2 separate regions of the Sus scrofa genome follow, and region 1 is linked to region 2. Evidence: chromatin contacts called from public Hi-C data. All regions are on one chromosome and are shown on one strand. Each heading gives the region's core, a stretch centred on a gene start, on an enhancer-like site or on the middle of the called end of the contact. The rest is flanking DNA. Distances are from core to core; before and after follow the strand shown. Region 1 has its middle 44 kb from the start of PGRMC2. Region 2 overlaps JADE1 (protein Jade-1).

Region 1 (4,046 bases), core at 160-2,659, 480 kb before region 2:
GAGGAGTTCCCATCGTGGCTCAGCTGAAGCAAATCTGACTGGCACCCATGAGGACTCAGGTTCGATCCCTGGCCTAGCTCAGTAGGTTAAGGATCTGGCATTGTCATGAGCTTTGGTGTAGGTTGCAGATGTGGCTCAGATCTTGCGTTGCTGTGGTTATGGCCTAGGCTAGCATCTCTAGCTCCAATTCAACCCCTAGCCTGGGAACCTCCATATGCCAGGGTATATGACCAGCTCATGCTCTCTGATTGGTTGATGGTGAGGTAACAGAGCAGTGTCACAGGGGTTAACATTATCAATCCTCAGGCTCCAGTAGGTCTGGGGGCTGCCTGCTCATGGTCATCAGGTAATTAACTTCTTCCTTTGAGTGGGTGTTTAAGCATCTGTAAAAGCACTCACAAAATGAGCATCAGATTGATAGAATTTGCTCCAGAATGATAGAATGGCAGTTTCCTCAGTACCTGCCCTGTGATAGGAAATCATTGAAATAGCAGGTGCTTTACAAATTTACTAAAGCAAAAGTACATATTCAGAGAGAGAGTAAAAAGAGGTCCTACCTCACTTTACAATTGTTTTTATATTCCCATGTTGCAGACCTGAGTGGGGACCAAATTTCTGCTCCAGTCCCACAAATTTTTCCTGTCCCATCCCCCCTGTGCGCTGTGTAAGGGCTGAGTGTTGTTTGATCTCTGTATAGGGCATATTTGATCTTCTGATTGGCTTCCGGCAGGGCAGGATACCTTATTTGCATGGGGAACAGGTTATACAGCCGTGGGAGGAGAGATGGAAGACATTCCTTCCCTAGTAGGGAGTGAGCAGGCCAATTTGCTCAAGGTGGGGGAAGGGGCATTACAGTGAGACTCGCAGAGGCTTTTGTGTTTAATCTCCTTGAAGAGGACTTGAAACCCATAACAAGATTGTGTTATCTAAGTACTTCAGAGAGGAACTAAAGATTCTGTGACTGCCACTTGTCTGATTTACTATTTAAATTCTTACCAGTTCTCCTGGCCCAATTGCTACTTTTGTTGCTACATATTCACATCTGTTCAATCATTAATTCTTTTTTTTTTGTTTTTTGTTTTTTTTTTTTTTTTAATGGCTACACTTGCAATATATGGAAGTTCCTAGGCCAGGGGTTGAATTTGAGCTGCAGCAGCAATCTGCACCACAACTGTGGCAATGCATTATCCTTAAGCCAGTATGCCAGGGCAGGAACTGAATCCATGCCACCTATAGACAATGCCAGATCTTTAACAGGCTTTTGGAACTTAGAGGAGGCCTGGGAGACTACAGCATTTCTACAAACAAGAGACAGGCCAAGGACATGGGATGATCCCCTACATCTACCATTCTGCTGCACATAAACTATTTATGTCACTTGAGCCCTAGTATACCCTGTGAGGTAGCAGGGCAGGTGTAAAGTAAACTGAGCCCTAGAGAGGGGAGATACTTGTTAAGGTCATTGGTTGTAAGCGCAGAGTTGGAATTAGAAACCTGATTCTGGTCTTTTTTTTTTTTTTTTTGTCTTTTTGCCTTTTCTTGAGCTGCTCCCGCGGCAGATGGAGGTTCCCAGGCTAGGGGTCCAATCGGAGCTGTAGCCACCGGCCTACGCCACAGCCACAGCAACTCGGGATCCGAGCCGCGTCTGCGACCCACACCACAGCTCACAGCAATGCTGGATCCTTAACCCACTGAGCATGGGCAGGGATCGAACCTGAAACCTCGTGGTTCCTAGTCAGATTTGTTAACCACTGTGCCACAACAGGAACTCCCTGGTCTCCTTTTAAAGTACTCTTTCTGGAGTTCCCATCTTGGTGCAGTGGAAATGAATCCGACTAGGAACCATGAGGTTGCGGGTTCGATCCCTGGCCTCGCTCTGTGGGTTAAAGATCCAACATTGCCGTGAGCTGTGGTGTAGGTCAAAGATGCAGCTTGGTTCTGGTGTTGCTGTGGCTGTGGCGTAGGCTGGCAGCTATAGCTATGATTCGATCCCTAGCTTGGGAACCTCCATATGCTGTTGCAGCCCTAAAAAGACAAAAGACAAATAAAGTGCTCCTTCAGTTCTACGACCCTAATGGGGTTCCATATACATATAATATATATGTATATACATACAGTACCATAACATCATGACCAGTTATTTGTAATGTGACCACAAGCTACTGTAGGGAGCAGAATTTGCCATCCTAAAATATATCTCTTTGGCATATTCATTGTTTTAGGTTAGTTATTTTCAGATAAACAGCGGACAGGAGGAGGACTCTAAAAAACAAGTGGGATTTGTCTATTGTAAGAAACGTTTACATTTGTAAATTGAAAATGTCCATTTGTAAGGGTATCACCCTCTCTATACCTGGAAGACAGTGACCAATCTTGAGAAACTCTTATCTGTGGAGAAGGCAAGGACTTAAATCTGCATAACAATCTTACCCTGCTTTTCCTGATAACTTTACTTAACTCTCCACCCTCAACATTTTCTTTTGTCCTTAGCTGAAGATGAAGTTTAAGGTGAGGGCTTTGGCCATTTTGGTAAGGTACTGAGTTTCCTGACTTTCTCCCATGTATACATGTTATTATATACATGTTATTTCTCCCATGTATACATGTTACTGAATTTTCTCCTGTTACTGCAACTCATGTCAATTTAACTCTTAGATCAAGGAATTCTCTTCTTCTAGGTCTCCGAGAAGCTGGAAAGGGAGAGGAAAATTTCTTCCTCCCCAACACTGCTTTATACCTCTAAGAGTGCAGAGTGGGCCCGTCTGAATAAAAACACATTGACTGGGACCTTGCTAGAGGTAAAGAACTATGAGAGCATGAGTTTGAATTTTCTCCTTCTTCTCTTGAATGCTTCTGTTGCCAAAACTAGGCCTCTGTCAGCTGTTACCAAATAGAAATGTGGAGACAGTTTTTGAGTGAAGGAGAAAAAGATAGCTTTATTTGCCAGGCAGAGGGGGCCATGGTAGACTAATGTCTTAAAGACTGTGGAAGAGACTGGGAGATGGCTTTATAGTTTGGGGAGTAGAAAAATAGGGCCATTGATAAGGATCAGCATAGAGGCAAACTTGCGTTGTCTTTCAAAGCTGGTGTTTAGTGTCCCCAAGACTGGTTCTGGTGGTCCTCCTTCCTGGAATGAAGAATGATTCATCAAGTAGTTCTCCAGTTTGTTGGGTGTTTTAATTCTACCGAAAGGCTCAAAGATATTGTTATATTCCTTGAGGAGGAACCAGGACCCTGCCCCAAGCCTGCACTATTGTCTCTCTGCTCCTCTCTGGTGTCTGCATTCCCTCCCTTCCCTGATTAGCAACTACCCTTTGGAACTTAGGGAAGGTCATGGAAGCTGAAGCTTATTCCCTAAAAACAAGAAATGGAGGACACAGAAAGACTTGTGCGCCCAGGAGCCTCACAGAGCCCTGCTTGGCTATACTTCCACCACATATTGAAATCCATCTGCATATAAATGATGGGCTACGAAAAGAATCTTAAAATAGAATAAAATTGAGTTCCCGGTTGTGGTTCAGTGGTTAACGAATCTGACTAGGAACCATGAAGTTGTGGCTTCGATCCCTGGCCATGCTCAGTGGGTTAAGGATCTGGCGTTGCTGTGGCTCTGGTGTAGCCCAGCGGCTACAGCTCTAATTAGACCCCTACCCTGGGAACCTCCATAAGCTGCAGATGCAGCCCTAGAAAGAAACAAACAAAGAATAAAGTTGGAAAGCTCACACTTTCCAATTTCAAAATGTACTACAAAGTTAAAATCAAAATATGTGATATTGGCATGCACCTGGACATACAGACCAATGGAAAAGGCTAGAGAGCCTAGAAACAACCCTCACATGTATTCAGTTAATTTTCAACAGGGGAGCCAAGATCATTCAATGAGGAAAGGACCATCTTTTCAAGAAATGGTACTGGTAAAACTGGATATCCAACATGCAAAAGAATGAAATTGGACATTTCCTTTATACCGTATACAAAAATTAACTTGGAATGAGTCAAAGACCTAAGTGAACGAGCTGAAGCTATAAAACTCTTTGAAAAAAATA
Region 2 (3,859 bases), core at 246-2,745:
TTTGTAAAAGCTCTTCTCTCTTTGTCCTCCTTGTCATTTCTCTTTCTTTCTTAGCTGGAGTCACATACCAGTCATGCCTCCCTGGTACCACACCCAGGTCGCTGACTTGTTCACTTGCAAATTCCCGAGCCACTTGCGGGGGATGGGTTCTTTTGGCTGATGCTGCTCTTAGTTTAGTGCCTGCTGATACCCCACCCCCCAGTCTTCAGTCTGAGGAAGCTTAATTTTCAAGGTTTTGAGTTACCTTGCTATCTCCCATACAATCTCATGTCCCATGTCCCATAACCCATGAATCCTGTAACCTTTAGCAGTTAGCGTGCTAAAGCCACTTATCTAGTTATTTGCTTACTGGCTCTCCCTGTGGCCCATTCTGTATCTTGTTCACTGTATCTTGGGCATCTAACTTGATGCAATTATTGAATTAATATGTTAGCTAATTTCACTGCATTTAAACTGTGACAGAAGAGGTTGCAGAGAGTAATCTGCATGTGGTCTAAACAGAGTTCAGGGCCAGCAGGTAGGACATTATCTGTGTTTGTTGAGGAGATGGTGCTCTGAGCAGCCACCACACAATCCTGGTTGTCTTGGCACGTCCCTACCTACTGCCAAAGGAGTGTCACTTGACCAGTCCAGTCCCAGGGTCTTTGGCCAATGACCTCCTCTTACTTGGCCTTTCCAGGCAATATTCTGATTATAATCAGGCTTCCTTAGGTAGTCTTCTGCTTTTTGGGTAAAGTCCAAGATGCCCAGTAATTAGTATTCTGTCTGCCTAGCTGTTTTGCTTAAATTGCATCACTTTGAGTCAATTTTGGTGAAATCAGGCAGGATGTCAGGACAAGCCCTGTTGAGGACTGGACACAAAGTTCTGTGGGGCATCTGTTGTTGCTGCCCTCTGAAGCTTTGTTTTGCTCAAGACCCCTCTCTGTGATGTCTTTATTGCTCATTTAATTTGAGAGAATCTCCATTCTCCAGAATTTATTGTAAAATTTAGTTTACTATTTAGAGACACCTTTTATAGAACACTTAAGTGATGATGCAAGGCAGGAGTTGATTAACTGTTTAAAGTACATTAAAGGGAATTCTCTTTGTAGCTCAGCAGTTGATGAACCTGACGAGGATGTGGGTTCAATCCCTGGCCTCACTCAGTGGGTTAAGGACTGGCATTGCTATGAGCTGTGGTGTACGTCACAGACGTGGCTTGGATCTGACATTGCTGTGGCTATGTCGTAGGCTGGCAGCTGTAGCTCCAATTCTACCCCTAGCCTGGTAACTTCCATGTGCCACAAGTGTGGTCCTAAAAAGACAAAAAAGTTTATTAAAAAGCAGGGCGAAATAGTTATAAAAGAAAATAGACTAAATGAGTGGTAGAGAATGTAAATGCTTTTAATTGGAACTGCGGGTGGTACTTAGTGGCTTTGAGCTGAGCCTTGGAGAAGAAGGATTGAGAGGGATGGGTGGGGAGGGGAGAGCAGAGGGGCATGGTCAGCAGAGGCTGTTTGCAAGGATAGAGGGCAGGCAAGCTGGTTATGGAGGCTTGTTAGGGTAGATGGTTGAGTAGTGCAGGGAGGGGCCAGGTGGTGGAAAACCTAAGTTTCTATTTAGACCATTTGCAGTGTGGAGCAGAGGGAAAGATTGGCATAGGGAAGAGCTTCATGAGGTCACTTCATAGGATGGATTAATTTGTTGTAATAACTGGAAGGGATAAGAAATGTGGACATGGAGATTGAAAGGGTGGTGCTTAAAGCAGTCTAGGTATGGGGCAGTGGGCAGATTTGAAAGGGTCTTCATGCATTAGGAAATAACAAGCCTTGTCAATTGAATGGAAAGGTAAGAAGGGATTTATATTAGTAAATAAATGAGCAAATGGTAAGATCCTGAATGTGAAGGTGCTGCACAGAGTTATGTGCCAGCTTATATATACATGTTGTAGAGTATTATAATGTTTTGCCCAAAATGTGTTGCTTCCTGTAACCTCCCCTTTGTTCTTCAGTACTCTTAGAATCTTACTGACTCCAACCTGTGTCCTGGAGAGCCTTGTGTTTACCACTATCAAATACTAACTATACTGAATTCCTGTTGACTTCTCTTCTCAATTAGACCAGGAGCTCCATAAGGTCAGGGACAGTCATTTTGCTATAGCACCTTTAATAATATATTAGGTATTAAGGTGTGTGTTTGTAGGATACATTATATGCTATCATATTTTCTTGCTGCTTTCTCTGGAGTGTTGCAAGTAGCCTTTTTAATTGATTATTACTTATCCTACTAGCGTCTAGATAATAATCAGCAATTGCCCTAAATGATGCTCAGGGCCCTCTGCTTTCTCTTACTGGCTTTCATTGGACAGATGGTTGCAGCACACAATCACTGTATTGTGTGCCTTAAAGATACGAACATGTGCGTACTTTGATTTCTTGAGTGCGTAAGTAATCCCAGGTGAGATAAATCAGCCTGATGTCAGGTTTAAGTACAGAGGAGGCAGTTCTGGCATGCACTCACCCTGTTACCATGCCAGGTTCCCTTAGTATAGCACAGTATTCTCAGCCTTCTTTACTTAAGATCTTTCAGGGTGGATGAAAATGAAATTCATTAGAAGGAAAATACTATTTTTTTTACTCTTTTACCTGTGTGAGAGTATTTATGTGTGTTTCGGAGCATGGTTCTATTTTGTCCAATGCTTACATTTTGCATATAGTGACTGCTGAAGTACATGCATTCTCTGGAATCCGTGTTTGAAACCTGATTTTCAAACACGGATTCCAGGCATATTGATTTAAAAAGATTATAAGTTCTCCAAAATTTTCTATGTAGGTAAATGTTAGTTGTCCAAATCAATGAAGATGTAACCGGCATTGGCTTCCTTGTTTCCAGCAGGAGAGCTCTTATGGGCTTTATTAGCCTCTTTCTCCTCTTCACAGTTTTGGTACCTGGATTTCATGAAGTGGGACCTGCATTCTTTTTGCCCTGATGCTTCATTCACGCTGTTACTTTTAAGGAATTCCTCTTTAGGTAGCACTTTCTTTTTATTTTTAAAAAGCTCTCTTGTAGGCTCTAAGGAGATAAAGCTGAAGTAGTTGCAGGAGTGAGTGGTCTTTGCCTTTCCAGTTTTCTCTTGTATCTCCTGTTGGGTCTGGAGGGGAGCCGGGTGCTTTCTAGAAGGCTGGAGGAGAATTCAGCTGCTATCAGTTGGCTTTGGCACACAGTGACCGGGCAGGGAAGGCAGTCATTCAAGTAGAGAATGGCCACAGGAGTTTCTTGGCTGTGGAAGTTTTTCTGGGGTAGGCCTGCCCTGGGCTGGGTTGTACATTGCTGGGTGTTAGAGTTCTGGTGGGCGTGAGCAGGACCGGGGTGGGGGGGTGGTCCATAATAGAACTGTGACCCTGCCCCACAGTATGAAACGCTAGGGCTCAAGACAGAGCAGGACTCATGTCTTGGCTTTCTCTTGGAAATTCTTTTTGTGGTTTTTGAAGAATCTTTTGATAGAAACACAAGTCTTAGCTGGGTAAGTGTCTCAGAAAATATAAAATATAGGAGTTCCCTTCATGGTGCAGCGGAAACAAATCCAACTAGGGTTCATGATGTTGTGGGTTCGATCCCTGGCCTCACTCAGTGGGTTCAAGATCCGGCGTTGCTGCGAGTTGTGGTCTAGGTCGCAGACTCAGCTTGGATCCCACCATTGCTGTGGCTGTGGTTTAGGCTGGCAGCTGTAACTCTGATTCAACCCCTAGCTTGGGAACTTCCTTGCGATTTGGGTGCAGCCCTAGACCCCCTCACCCCTCCAAAAAATAAAATATAGATTAGGAGCCTATTTGAAAGAATCACATAGGTCAGTTTTGTGGTGGGAACAGATTGTGTTGTC

Evidence for each region. Hi-C and Micro-C count contacts between places; a contact is called where the count stands out from the background.
Region 1: a contact with region 2 is called in a Hi-C map of epiblast stem cells, with 2.5 times the contacts expected there. The contact joins two enhancer-like sites. A contact is called at or near these places in 3 of 47 Hi-C or Micro-C datasets (alveolar macrophages, epiblast stem cells and retroperitoneal adipose tissue) and 1 of 2 datasets of contacts at active chromatin or transcription factors (skeletal muscle).

Annotation. Positions count from the first base shown.
Region 1 is chr8:96,734,369-96,738,414 of Sscrofa11.1, reverse strand. No RefSeq gene overlaps it. Among named protein-coding and RNA genes, the nearest start is that of PGRMC2, 44 kb to the right of the region's middle. Within about 2 kb of position 1,409, at least 6 of the 83 cell types and tissues checked have an H3K27ac peak or open chromatin away from gene starts, as enhancers often do. A contact at or near this core is called in epiblast stem cells, where this site is marked.
Region 2 is chr8:96,252,902-96,256,760 of Sscrofa11.1, reverse strand. All of the region lies in intron 5 of JADE1 (protein Jade-1), which reads left to right. Among named protein-coding and RNA genes, the nearest start is that of SCLT1, 310 kb to the right of the region's middle. Within about 2 kb of position 1,495, at least 11 of the 83 cell types and tissues checked have an H3K27ac peak or open chromatin away from gene starts, as enhancers often do. A contact at or near this core is called in epiblast stem cells, where this site is marked.